2 separate regions of the Sus scrofa genome follow, and region 1 is linked to region 2. A link is a contact called in public HiChIP or PLAC-seq data. All regions are on one chromosome and are shown on one strand. Each heading gives the region's core, a stretch centred on a gene start, on an enhancer-like site or on the middle of the called end of the contact. The rest is flanking DNA. Distances are from core to core; before and after follow the strand shown. Region 1 overlaps LOC100523747 (phospholipid-transporting ATPase IB). Region 2 overlaps LOC100523747 (phospholipid-transporting ATPase IB).

The links. HiChIP or PLAC-seq counts read pairs in DNA pulled down with a chosen protein or histone mark.
Region 1: a contact with region 2 is called in an H3K27ac HiChIP or PLAC-seq map of skeletal muscle. The contact joins two enhancer-like sites. A contact is called at or near these places in 1 of 47 Hi-C or Micro-C datasets (fetal skeletal muscle) and 1 of 2 datasets of contacts at active chromatin or transcription factors (skeletal muscle).

Annotation. Positions count from the first base shown.
Region 1 is chr11:3,686,759-3,689,583 of Sscrofa11.1, reverse strand. All of the region lies in intron 33 of LOC100523747 (phospholipid-transporting ATPase IB), which reads right to left. Among named protein-coding and RNA genes, the nearest start is that of SHISA2, 120 kb to the left of the region's middle. Within about 2 kb of position 1,498, at least 3 of the 83 cell types and tissues checked have an H3K27ac peak or open chromatin away from gene starts, as enhancers often do. A contact at or near this core is called in fetal skeletal muscle and skeletal muscle, where this site is marked.
Region 2 is chr11:3,507,383-3,510,082 of Sscrofa11.1, reverse strand. All of the region lies in intron 24 of LOC100523747 (phospholipid-transporting ATPase IB), which reads right to left. Among named protein-coding and RNA genes, the nearest start is that of NUP58, 280 kb to the right of the region's middle. Within about 2 kb of position 1,257, at least 3 of the 83 cell types and tissues checked have an H3K27ac peak or open chromatin away from gene starts, as enhancers often do. A contact at or near this core is called in fetal skeletal muscle and skeletal muscle, where this site is marked.

The DNA of each region.
Region 1 (2,825 bases), core at 249-2,748, 180 kb before region 2:
TATCCTGGAGAGCGTCCTATGTGTACTTGAGAAGAATGCGTATTCTGCTGCTTTTGGATGGGATGCTCTATAACTATGAATTAGGTCCATCTGGTCTAATGTGTCATTTAAGGCTTGTGTTTCCTTATTGACTTTCTATCTGGATGATGTGCTCACTGATATAAGTGGGGTATTAAAGTCCCCTACTATTATTGTATTATTATTATGTGGGTTAACATTTGCCTTATATATTTAGGTGCTTCTCTATTGGGGGCATATATATTTACAACTATTATATCTTCTTCTTGGACTGACCCCAGCCAGCATATTTACATGAATTTTTTTTTTTATGAATTTTTAAGATTATTCACTAAGATGCAATACAAACATTTATTCAAGCATTCTATTGAGATCAAAAAACATAATTGATATGCTTATTATCAGTCTGTCAAAACAAAAACAAGCCAAAAAACCAACCTGGGACCCTCAACAGACAGGCCAAAACTTAATAGAAAGAGTCATAAGAAGCCATACACCCCAGAGGGTTCCCACCTCCTGTGCCACAGGAAACAGCTACTTAGACTTGCAGCTTCTTTTCTCTTCCGCTTGTCTGAATTTATTATCAATGCGAGCTGGATTTAGGAAAGAATTTTTTCCTTATGCTCTTGTGCCATAATTTTAAATGTCAATTTTTTATCAAAGGAAAATACATATATGATGACCAAGTACATAGATGACATGGGTGCATGGCAAGTGAGTTTTCATTTTCACAAAATGTGTTCTGAGGACACAGCACTCAGGTGAAACCCCCCAGAAACTTAACAGAAAACGCCTCTGGCCTCTCCTATTTCTTACTCCTCCTCCACCCAAGCGTAACCAGTGACCTGACCTCTAACACCATAAGTTAGTTTTGCAAGTTTCTGAACTTTCTATGAAGGTAATCACCCAGCATGGATGTTTAGAGAGACCACTTAGATATTGTGGAGAATTGACTGGTCCGTGGAAAAGCTTGTTCTGTCTGCTCGTTGATTAGGTGTCGTCCACGGCCTAACTGGAAGCTCCTTTTCTCTGCAAATTCGATGCTATAATGAACACCCGGCAATGCTGCATCTGTAAAAGGCTGTGGAATGCCAAGGGCCTGGCAAATGGAAACCTCATCATGTTTTTCTCATAATTTTCCACTTTCATGGCAGTAAATCTCTGATGGTGCCTCTGGAGAAGGCCTTAAGTCTTGGAACGTTTTTCCTACATTCCGCTCAGCAGCTCCCAGATGCACAAAGAGGCCTGGGGCTGCTGCTTGGCATGGGTTCCCCTGTCTGGCTTGGGAAGGCACTCTGCCCACGAGGCCTCCCCTCTCCGCTGTTGGTACCCGATGAACATGGGGTGTGTGAGGCTGTGCGTGGCAGCAGCTGCATTTCACACCCCTGGTCTGGATTTAGCGCCCTGTTTACAAAGGGCAGACGGCACTTGCACATGTGACCAAAACTAGGCCAAAGGGCAGGCTACATCTGACAGGCACTGTATGTGAAGCAGAGGCACCGAATGACCTGTTATGAGAGCACACGAAACACGCAGTCAGATCCAGCAGGAGCCAAAAGCCGCCTTTTCGACTTTGGGAACCTTCCAGAAGGAGAACTAACGGAGACTTATGACCTCATCCCAGCCAAACCTTATTCCACCGTCATCACCCCGACATTCCAGCTTCTTTGGGGGGTGGGACAGGGGCCGTACTAGGCAACGTGGAAATCTTAACATTGTCGATTAATCCAGGAGTACAAACATATGACCTAATCTGAGAGACGACATTACCTGTCAGTTTCAGAACTAGCTACTGTAATATTCTTAGGGAGAAAACTGTTTTCAAATCAAGTGCGACTTGAAACAAAGGCTTATCCTCAAGGTCAGGTCACGCGCTGCTCTGGGACATCGATCTTTTAATTCGGGCTCTCCCGCACTCCCTCTGCCAGGACCTTATTCAGAGTCAGCCTCTGGAATTTTGACCCTTCAATTCCCTCTGCTTTTCCTGAAAAACCCATCCCTTCAATAGGAATCCTGGTTATTAGCAGCGAATATTGGATGACAGGGCAAGGAGCACACCACGCGATTCTCACGTATCATCACCCAGCACTAAAGCTTGGGAACAGTCCCTGCAACTGGGTCCAAGGCCACTTGTGTGTGTGTACGTACATATGTATGTATGTGCGTTCGTATGTATGTATATATGTATGTATGTATTTTTGCTTTTTAGGGCCGCACCCAAGGCATATGGAGGTTCCCAGGCCAGCGGTCAAATCGGAGCTACAGCCGCCGGCCTACGCCACAGCCACACAGATCCGAGCTGCATCTGCAACCTGCACCACAGCTCACGGCAACGCCAGATCCTTAACCCACTGAGCGAGGCCAGGGATCAAACCTGCATCCTCATGGTTCCTAGTCAGATTCATTAACTGCTGAGCCACAAAGGGAACTCCCAAGGCCACTTCTAAAAGGGGAAAAATGCCTCAAATCCACAGTCCCTTGCTCTGGTCAAAGCTCCCCCCATCCTATTATGACATTTTTAATTCTAGGGGAAACCACACTACAGAATTAATAGGAACGAAAGGGCCCCATTGGGATCATGGGCCACTAAGACTTCTCGGGGCGGGGGCCGGGGGGGCGGCTGGTCTACTAACTCGGTAACTTGAAGAGCAGCCGCCCTCTCTTCTGTCCTAGAGCTGGAAGGGACGGTGACACCCGGGACGCCGTCAGCCTACACACTCACCTCCCGAAGGAACGGGCCTCTCACAGGGGGAAGGATGGAGGGTGAGAAGGATGGGGTCGGAGAAGGAGATGCAGGAGAGAAGAGG
Region 2 (2,700 bases), core at 8-2,507:
ATTTGCTCGCTGTAAGACATCAGCATACTAAATGACACGCCCACCAGCACCCTGACAGCTGACAACTGCCATGACAACAGCCAGCCGAGCCCACACAAGGACTAGAAAGGGCAGCTGCATCGGTTCTGGTGACAAGCTCAGCCCTGCGCCCAGATAAGTCACAAACATTCCTCCCACTCTTCCCAAATCCCTCCCTTTTACTCCCAACCACCGATAAAGACGGTGTCCCCGCCCCAACTGGGTTGAGAAGTTGATGTGCCAACGAAGCTCCCTCTTCTCCATTCTTTGGCCATCGGACAAATCTTCATTATTGGCTGTGCAAATCTGAGCAGCAAAAGAACCTCCCTGGTCAAGACAGGGAGTCTTAGACCAGATGAGAACCCAGGCCGGGACCCGTGGACAAATCTCTTACATCAAGACACATGCAATCTCCACCTCGCCTCCCCCTCAACAAACATGTAAGGAGGACCTGAAAGGGAGCTGGAGCTCTAACAGCTCCTGGGGGGACAGGGTAGCTCGCGTGGCTGTGCTTCCTGCAAGCCTTTCCCACGGCATACAGCCCGCGGGGCCTGGGAACGTGGGTGATACTAAGCTGAAACAATTTCAAGGTGGACCAAAAAAGGTGCTACGGACTGAATGCTCATGTCCCTCCAACGTCACATGTCAAAACCCCAATCCCCAAGGACTCCGGAGATGGGGCCTCTGGGGGTCATTAGGTCACAAGGGTGGAGCCCTTGCAACAAGATGAGTGCCGTTGTAGGAGGTACAGGAAGAGACTGGAGAGCTTTTTCTCCCTTCTTCCCTCCCCCCTCAACCCTAATCTGCCCTCTGGCCACACGAGGACACAGCAGGAACAAACCAGCAAGAGTGCCGTCATTAGACCCTGGATCGGCCAGCATCTCCATCCTGGGCTTCTAGGCTTCCTGACCAGGAGTACATTCCTGTGGTTTACGCCACACAGTCGATGGCTCTTTTGCTACAGCAGCCTGAGCCGACGAGCTCACTGGTGATGGCGCGTTCTTCTAGGCATAGCGGGCACGGAGACAAATGGCGTGTCTGCAGCCACAGCACCATGGGGACCCACAGTTCCCGCATATGCCACCACCTATCATGTTTACTGTCTGGAACGAGCCTTCTACGCCCTGTGGTAACTGCAGTGGCAGAACATGCAACACGGCAGACCTGGCCTTGAATACACAGAGAGGTGGTGAGCAGGGCAAGGTGCTGCCCATGGGAGAAATGACCCATCGACTGTGCTGAACGGCACCCTGTGGGAACACGGCGGCCACGCGGCACCTGCCGTCCCTAAAGCACACAACGCCAGTCAAAGAAATCCCAGATTTATATTCCATGGCCTGGGCGGTTTCTCCAACCCTGGGCATTTCTCAGCCTCGGCATTTGCTCGGCACATAAACAAATACACGGTTTCTCATACATACAAAGGGTTCAATTAAGCAGTTGAGTCAAACCTATCACAATCAGCCAGACCAGACGTGGTTCCGGGAGTTCCTACTCTGCTCGAAGCTGCCTGCCCCCTAAGTCGTCTAATACAATCCGGGTGGCCAATACCAACCCACGCAAACAGAGATGAAATCATGAAAACCTAATATCCTCCTTACAGGCAGATCACAGACATCACCACATCATACCCCGGCCTGCTCTGGCTCAGAGCTGTATTTGGCTGGAATTACACTCAACTGGAAATTCGATGAAGGCAGACGCTCCTCTTGCCAGCCTCTGATCGTGCGAGCCCGGAGCAGGTGCGGAATAAATGTGCTGACTCCACGAATACATCCATGTGTCTACGCCAAACCTTCACGGTACTATCTTGAAGAGATTATTTCTGGCTCCTGCAGGCATCGGTGTGACCCCCGGTGAGCTGTCCAGCCTTCCCGGAACAGCTTACACGCCGTTTTCCTTTAAAGTGACCTGTTCTGGACTCTCCCGCCCCATGAATCCTGGTCTTTGTGCCTTCGAGGTCCTGGACGCCTAACCACCCCCCCTCACCTGAACCATCTCCTCCATCTTTCACTGCACCTGCTTGGCATCCCACCTGTGCCCCTGGGATGAAAACTTCTCCATGACAACTAGACCCTCCAGAACCATCCGTCCCCCCCTGACTTGTCCCCAGCCTCCGCTTCGGTTTTTATTCCTAGGCTTTCAGTGCCCACTCAGCAATAATCTTTGATCAAACCCAGACTAGCTCAGCTCACCACACATGTGTGGCAGAATATAGGTCCCTTCTGTGCCGTTCTGGAGCAAGCCAATCGGAGGTATTACTATCACAAACAGTTCCTTATTCTCAAATGGACTATGATTCAAAAGTCTATTTGTAAGTTAGTTAGGGCACTTAGAATCTATTTTCCCAAAGGAACGATGTTACAAATTGTGGTTGGATCCCACGGCCTGTTAATGCCTATTTAGCCTCGTTGCTAAAATTTATATGGCAGCCTCTCATTTTAATAAAAAACCAATTACGGAACGTTGCAATGGACGTGGCTGTTCCAAAAGGCACAGGGAGTTGGAGCTGGGGTTCTGTTCCCTGAAAGATACGGAACTTTCCAAAATTCTTAATTAGAACTTGCCTTTTGGCATGAATATTAAAAAATATATTTCCAGCTTTTCAGACATGTTCTCCACTGTTAGTTTCCCTCACAATTAAAGACACACATGACTTAAAGCTCCAAGCGGCAACTCTGA